Linked DNA regions of Zea mays: region 2 is linked to region 1. The links are chromatin contacts, called in public Hi-C maps. All regions are on one chromosome and are shown on one strand. The core of a region is the stretch at or near the end of the contact, and the rest is flanking DNA. Distances in the headings are between cores, read along the strand shown. Region 1 holds the start of LOC541933 (NAP1-related protein 2). Region 2 holds the start of LOC100281338.

The links. Hi-C and Micro-C count contacts between places; a contact is called where the count stands out from the background.
Region 2: a contact with region 1 is called in a Hi-C map of ear, with 2.6 times the contacts expected there. The contact joins the promoter of LOC100281338 here to the promoter of LOC541933 in region 1. A contact is called at or near these places in 5 of 25 Hi-C or Micro-C datasets (ear, endosperm, leaf and 1 more).

The regions. Positions count from the first base shown.
Region 1 is chr4:129,971,186-129,975,294 of Zm-B73-REFERENCE-NAM-5.0, forward strand. LOC541933 (NAP1-related protein 2) reads right to left here and starts at 2,229. Exons shown (of 10, transcript NM_001111596.2): 1 at 1,817-2,229; 2 at 522-644; 3 at 369-419; 4 at 154-222; 5 at 1-71. The coding sequence starts at 1,948.
Region 2 is chr4:130,232,208-130,236,316 of Zm-B73-REFERENCE-NAM-5.0, forward strand. LOC100281338 reads left to right here and starts at 2,081. Exons shown (of 8, transcript NM_001159478.2): 1 at 2,081-2,284; 2 at 2,528-2,783; 3 at 3,441-3,512. The coding sequence starts at 2,595. LOC118477070 reads right to left here and starts at 1,755. Exons shown (of 5, transcript XM_035967608.1): 1 at 1,720-1,755; 2 at 1,215-1,322. The coding sequence starts at 1,755.

The DNA.
Region 1 (4,109 bases), core at 979-3,478:
GTTCCATCATCAGCAAAGATATAGGTCTTTGCAAGCTTTGTGTCCTCAAAGTACGGGTTCTCAGAGAAGTTCTGCCAGTTTTTTTTTCAATGAAACAAGTCAATACAGGTAAACCAATGTGGAAACTACAATTGACTGAGAAATGATACTTACAAGATGAATGGAGTATCCTGCCTTAACATCAGAATCATCCACATCAATGGAGTCTAAGTACTTGAATATCTGCAGGATCATAAGATAACTCTATGTTACATACATAGATAGATCCACAAAGCTGGTTTTAAATCCAAAAGGTTTCTTTTGCTTTCCAGTTAAATATTCATAATTTTAAGGGATTGAGGCATAAATTGTTTCGAGGTATAAAATACCTTCTGGTCCTCTTCAGTCAGAAGCTCACTTAATAGAGGATGGCTCATAAACTGTAGTGTAACAGCACATAACACAACAGATTAGAATCACATGCATCTGTAAACACTTCCGACAGAAATACACATTTGTATAGCACAGAGTAGCTAACGAACCGCTGTGAGCCAAAAGTCCGGGATGGTCTTGATAATGTCACCCCTCTTGAGATAGACAGGTCTGCGGATCTCACTGTATTTCTGCTCCACCTCCATAACCTTGTCACTTGCTTCCTCATTTACCTGTAAGCAATTAACAAAAGCACCATAAGCATCACAGTACTATGTTTCATTGACAAAACCTCCATAGTAAATAGTAAAGGCTCAGAACCAATGATCGACTTGTCTTAAAAAGGCATTCTTTTTCCAACAAAAATTTAATGTCATGGCTGATACAAGGGATCAAGTCCGGAACAATGATATGGGCGATAGGATAGGGGTAGCACCAATTGAAGAAAAGCTCCAACACCAGCTGAGATGGTTTGGAGATATCTAATGGAGACCTCTAAAGGCACGAGTGCGTAGTGGGATCCTAAGGCGCAATAACAATGGAAAGAGAGATAGAAAAAGGCTGAAGTTGACATGGGAAGAGGCACTAAAAAGGACTTGATATGATGGAATATACCCGAAGATTAATCTTGTGCCCCAATGTTGACTTGTCGTTCCGATTAGGTTTCAACTCTAGCCTGCCCCGAGTTGCTTAGGGACTAAAAGGCTTTGTTGCTGTTGATGATGATGTATGCCCTATTGCCCTGGCTGAATGACGTCGGATATCAGGGCGTGCAATGAACAAATGAGATAAGGGAAGTGTTTTTGAGCGTATGATCTTTGTTGCTTAATTCTGGTTATAAAGACAGCATAAAAAGTTCCACATGAACACGCAGCCTCGAGCATCAAAAGTTACACAGTATCCACATCAAAATCACCTACCAAAATGCTGTGATTAAAATAGACGTGTTTTCTGGGGTGTTTGAATGCACTAGAACTAATAGTTAGTTGGCTAAAAATTGTTAATGAAATTACTACCTAACTATTAACTAATTTACCAAAAATAGCCAATAGCTGAACTATTAGCTAGGATGTTTGGATGTTTCAACTAATTTTAGGCATTAACTATTAGCTCTAGTGCATTCAAACACCCCCTAAAGCTATAAAAAAATTCTGCAATATATAGTTACTACGTTTAGCTACCAGAAGCACCTTACCTATCAGCCAGGACACAAGATTCCTACGCTCTAGCTACAGACTACCACCAGAACTCCATCCTCTGCTCTCGAGTGGCACAATTAGTATAGTGCTCGAACAAAAATAGCAACCACCGAACCGTTACTGTTCAGTGCCGGAAAATTCCCGCATACACATCCGCAGCGGTGTTCCACCGCACGAAGGATAGGAAGAAGAGGCTTGCGGCTGACCTTCTCGAGCTCGTCCTGTATCTCCTGGAGCTTCTCGATGGAGAGGACGAGGACGCCGTCGATCTGTTCGTTCTCCTCGCCGCCGTCGGCATCAGTCTTGGCCTTCTTCCCCTTGTCCGCTGGTGCTGTCATCGCAAAGCCGCTGGCCTCACACGCCTCCTCGCGATAGGGATTTAGCCTCGTTGTGTCGCCCGCCTGCGCGAGCCGCGGGGGAGCGACTAGTGAGGAGGAAGGCAGGAAAAGGAGGCGGAGCTGGGAAGATGGCCGCGATGCCCGCGCGAGCTCTATTATAGAGGGCAGTGCTGAGATTCGCGCTCGTGAAGTGTTGTGTCGGCTTCGGATGTGTCGAGCCGTCGGATACGCGGGACTGTCCACTCGCTGGGGTTTTTCTAAAACCCTAACCCTAAGGATCGAGTGGGGCGCGGCGCGGGACGACATGTGTTCGGCCGCATGAAAAGGAACGAGCCAATTAGACACCCGATTTAGAGCAACTCTAAAATAACTTGTAAATTAACTCTAAAACAGAGAATAGTGATTATTTTATTCTAACAGCTCGCTCATTCTTCCAAAAAATTTGTGTCCCGCATTCACAGCATCATCTCCCTTATATTTTAGTGTATTTCATTCTTCCTCAATCTATTCCTCAACGTATCGGATCATCTACAGTCTCCTGACGACTGTATAGATTGCGCCACATGTCACATTTAGAGGAACTGTTGGAGTATCCATCATGATTCACTCTTAAAACTTTTTAGCCTACTCTTAATAATCAATTTTTGGGTAAAATTTTTAACATCCTTTTGGAGTTGCTCTTAGACCCTGTTTGTTTCGGATTATAATATCTCCAGATTATATAATCCAACGCAAATATATAGCAGATAAACAAACACATAGATTATGGGTTCAGATTATCTCTACTATTCCTTAAGAATGGAGTGTAGGCGTCCACAGTCACTTTGGTGCACGGTTCTGCCAAGTCTGGTTGTCGCGCCGCGGATCCCTCACCCTCCTCCCCTCTGCTCCCCGCCATCAACGCTGATCCGCCATCAACACGAGCCCTGCCTCCTAGGACCCCGCCCCCGTCCACGCCCCTAACCGCAACCCCCACCCTCGGTGACGCTAGCCCTGCCAGCCTTGGATCCCCGCGAGATGCAGGTTCTTCTCCACCTAAACCCTAACACAGCTTCACCACCGCGCTGTCAGCCTCACCGCAGCGGAGTTCCTTCGCCTCCTCCTCAACACCCGACCCCCGCCCCCGCTATGCCGCCGCCGCTTGGTATGTTTCATCTACGGTGAGGCAGCTAGACGCCTGTTGTTGTGCCCAACACTGGAGCGCCGCCCGCGCCATCGACCGTCGGGGGCACCGTCCCGCGCCTAGATCCCGCGAACGCCGCGCCCAGGCGCGGATATTGAGGAGCGAGGAGAACCCGCGAGTACGGGCACGAAGGCAGTGGCGACAAAAGGGAGCACGACGCGAGGCCGCGGGAGCGTTAAAAAGGGGGAAGGATCGCGAGCGGGCAGCGGCGGTGGCGGCAAGCGGGGGACAGACGCAAGGGGGGAGGGGTGGTGACTGGTGAGGGCCTCGGCACCGGCGCGATTAAGCCATTTTTATTCAGATCTGAACCAATTTCAAGTGTACTAGGTCCGATTGGAGGAGAAGATAAGCCTCTCGCTCGCGGCGCCTCCACCCGTGCCCGACTCTCGCTGTCGTAAGCTTGCCGATGGACCCTGCGGGGATGTGCCATCTCGGGCGGGAGGCTTCAGCCTAGTGAGTCTACCACCAAGCTTGAGTCGATGGAGCGTGCGGAGCGCACCTCGTCGGCGCCTATTGTTGTGCCCAAGACCGAGTTCTACATCCTGGTGTGGTACACGTTCAGCACCTACCTCATGTCGTGAGTGGCCTGAATCCCCCTATTGCTTCTCCAGCCGTGGAGATGTCGTCTTGACTGCTTCATTGCTACGTGGTGGTGGTTCGTAGATACTCGCAACTGCTCTCATCTGTTCCCGCTCAGGTAACACCAAAGCTCATGGATCCAGTCCCATGTCTGATTCTGCATCTGTGTGTTACCTCCTTGGTTTAGAGAACAGAGATCTGATCTAACTTTGTTGCCAAGGATCTGTAATTGTTTAGACTTCCATATATGATTCTAACCACTTTGTTGTAAATTTGTGATTTTTCAAAATTTGTTGTAGCAGCAAAGCATCGTCTGGTATTCATTTGTGTTTAGAACGTTGTGGGATTTCAAATCTGGTTAGCTTCTCATTACCAGACATGTCTTGATTTTAGATATCC
Region 2 (4,109 bases), core at 831-3,330, 260 kb after region 1:
GCCATTGTCAACTTCAGAGAACTCGTTCTCAAGTTCAGTCCATAGACCCTTGGCGGAGGTAAAACAGAGTACACGTCAAATAAGCGGTTCGACAAGACGTTCAGCAGACGAGACAAGCATGCCTCATTGGCTTTGTCCCACTTGGCCTTCTCCGCAAGTGCGGCGGCCTTCGCTGCATCATCAGAATCATCTGATGCAGCCTGGGGAACAGCCGATGTCACTACCCAAAATAATTTTAGGTCAGTGAGCCACATGCGAGTCTTAATCTGCCAGCGCTTAAAGCTAGCGCCGTCGAACGCTTCAGACTTAATGACATCAGAACTGGAGGCCATTATAAGAATTGGTTTTCTGGATTGTTGTAAATTTAGAGAAATAAGTGACATGCTTTCTACATATTTATATATATTAAATATTTTAATTCCGAATAAAACAATCATATAACTCAGATAAATACCATATGAAATTATAGCAGCAATGAACAGTAGCAATTCTAAGACATGTAAACATGTAAAATAGCTACACAGGTCCATTTCATAATTAAACATGGCTTGCAGATGAAGAAGGCAGATTAAACAAATAAACATAATTATTTATCTTAAACTATTGCTCTCAAAATAGCGGGTTGCTGTAATAAACAGCCCTCCAACACTAAGAGGTGATTAGAGATCCTCGACTAACGTGACAGTCGTATCTTACCAAATAAGGGTTTTAGATCAGATGTAATAAGCCTAATAATCAAATATAAATACTGATAGAAAGGAGATGTCTACTAAATAAATTAACAGAATTTAACACAGGTAAACAGCCTCAACGAAGAGAGATTTAATTAGGCACAAATAATATCAATGATGAAAATGATAATACACTAAAACCCAGACTGTCACGCTGTCTCACTACACCGCTATCATCATCGAGCACACAAATCCGCCCACAACAGTGCAATCACAACCAAGTATTTAATACTAGCAGATTGCACAAAATTAAACAGTAAATAAAATGAGGCAACGAATAACTCACAGCACGTAGATTGTCTACGTGGGAAGACCAGCTCAGCGAACACAAGGTTCTGTCCCAGAAAACCAATTCCGCCGCCCACGTCCGGGCCTGCACGGCGGGAGGTTGACGGAGATACTAGAGCCGCTGCCGGAGCCGAAGGAGACGTCCACGGCACCAGCCCGAGAAGACGAACACCGCGCAGCAGGGAGCCCAGGCACCAGGCCACGGTGGACAATAATCAGTACAGACTGCGCACCACACAGGTGCACAGATGGAACAACAGAGAGCAGGAGAACCTCACTGCGCACAAGCAGTGCTCCCTCCACCTTCCACCAGCAAGATTTACACCAGAACACCAAGAATCGAAGGAATCGATCCAAACCGTGACTAGAATCGAGAGGAGAAATAGGAACAGAGAGCTGGGATTTTTCGGCTAGATACCCAGCAGGGAGTAAATCTCCATACTTAAGAAGCCAGGCTCGAGGAGATTGAGCAGGGGGCGCCATGGATCTCGGGCGAGCCCTTAACCACCTGCAGAGCGCCGCCAGGAAGCAAATTTTGCTCTGCTCGTCCTCCACGATCTCCAAGCCGTGGTCTCTTCATGCCCTAGCCGCCTGCCAGCCGGTGGGCTGCTCGGTCAGATGGGCCTTGTAGCGGCCCACCCGACTGGCCCCCTCCTCTCTCTTTTTATTTAATAAAGGGAAAATCCTTAATATGGACAACAGTAGCAAGCACGTCAACTATGGAAGGGGGCACCATCGATATGCGGGGATCGATGTGGGGCGCCGACGACGAACGGGCGTGGCAGATGTGGATCCATCAATGGCTGGCCGCGGCGCGTGGCGTGGGATGGCCGGGCGGCGATCTGGCGAGAGAGGAGGGCACTGGCGAGAGAGGATGAGGATTGCGGGAGAGAGAGCGGGGATTGCGGGAGAGAGAGGAATAGAACGGCGGTGTTGGGTGGTGTGGGCGGGGTGGTGGTGGGGACGCGCGCGGCAGGTAAGCAGCCGAGCAGGACCGTGCGCCTAGAATGTGGACGACTATGGTACAAACATAAGTATTAGAGGTTTGCACGACGTCTGGTGTGTGCGAGCTCACAGTCACAAAAGAAACGATGTCCACTGGCGAACTGACGGCTCCGTCATGCGGCGATCGATAAAAATGCCGCGAGGCCACCACGCGAGACGAACGCAAACGAAGTGCGGAAAATAGGCCTATTTTTTCTTCTTCCTCGTAGAGATATTTCGGAAGAGGGAGTGCGTGCCTTCCTCTCAGCTGATTCGCCGAGGTACAAGCCCCTGCTAATTCACAAGCTTGCATCATAACTCAACCTTGCGTTTTGTGGAATTTATCCAGACGAGGGCTTCGATTCGATCCAGGAGTCGCCCAAATCGTCTTGTCTTCGACTTCGGTTCAACCCCCGAAACGAAATTTCTAGGGTTTTAGTGTCAATTTTGTCCCCCTTCATTACATTTGATTGGCGGTGGATTGGTTCCCGTTTTGATGATTCCCTGGGTTCGTTGGACGGCAGGACACGAGATCCTCTAGAGGGTTGTGCTGTTTGGCGTGAGGCTTTGGGGGCGATTTGCTTTGCTCGCATGGGGGATCATGTCGCTGTGGATGTTGGGGAGCTCGTTGCGTCCCGAGTCGGTGAGGCAGCGGGGCTATTGTCCGGCGGCAAGGAGGAAATGAAGGCGCTGGCTGGGATGGTGGAGTGCCGCATTTGCCAGGAGGAGGACCTCGCAAAGAACCTCGAGAGCCCCTGTGCTTGCAGCGGCAGCCTCAAGGTGCGTGCTGCCTTATTTCTCTTCAAACCAGAGATTCTGGATCCATCCCATGTTGCTTATGCTGTTTGCCTCTGGTTCCTTCTATTGTCAATTCATAGATGAGAAATTCTTAAATCTAAGTATCTAAAATGCTAGCATCAACAAAAGTAAAATATCGCATTGAAACTTCACCTGAATCGTTGTTAGGACGTAACATAGCTGTTAGATTCCATGCTGATTACTAATTATTGCACTCTGTATAAGTTGTTACTTCAGATGATGTGGCTTTTCAGATAAATCACCATATTAGATTCCTCTTCACTTTTTGTGATATAAAATCCAGTTGGGTGCTGTGGTTCATGATATTTTCATGAAAAAGTAGTTGCACAAACTGATGCTATTATGAGTAGACAAAAGCATGCCTGGTTTTATCGTCGATGTTGCTTAAAGAGTAGGACTTCCTTTTCCATTACTGTTAGCTACTTTTTGCAAGGTTAACAAACGAGTCACAAGGGCTTGGTATCTTGTCTGGGTTGCCTTCAACTGAAGACTTTGGTCATTGTCATTGTTTACAAGTGGTCTAACTGCTTACCTAAGTTTGTCTTTTGCCATCCTGTACGAGCCAAGCATTGCATAAATCTGTTTGCTAATTTTTTTATACCACATTTGTTTGCACAGTATGCTCACAGGGAATGTGTGCAACGTTGGTGCAATGAGAAAGGAGATATAATCTGTGAAATCTGCCATGAGGTAACCAATTGTTTCCTTCAACTACTACTCCAAACGTAGCAAAATGTATTGTTTTGGCGAAAGGGCCTCTAGCGTAATGGTTAAAAATGTATTGTTAAGGCTTTCGAGTAGCACCTCCAGGTCCCGGGTTCGATCCCCCTCGGGGGCGAATATCGGGCTTGGTTAAAAAAATCCCCTCGTTGTGCCCCGCCCGCTCTCGGGTTATGTCCTGTGCGCCATCCTCCGATTGGGCCGTTGCAGAGTGGACAGTGACGGCCCGCTAATGATGAAGGCCAGGGTTCGGGGATTTTCTCGGCCGAGACCATGTTTCAGTCTCTTCTTAATATAATACCGGGATGTCGGTCTTTCCCTCCCTGGCCGAGTTTAAAATGTATTGTTTTGTTATTTCTTGTATAAATATTTTTCCTTTTGTTTTCTTTGGAAGGTTTTCGTTAGGATAAATAAGTGTCTTGTTTTTTTGTATTTTAAACAATTTTTTGCGTGCACCTAGTCTTAATGCATGGTATTATTATATTTCTGGCTATTATTTAAATGTTTAAACATAGTAATTTGTCAAGATGTACTAGGACCTGTAGTAAGCAAAAAAAGGGGAGGGGG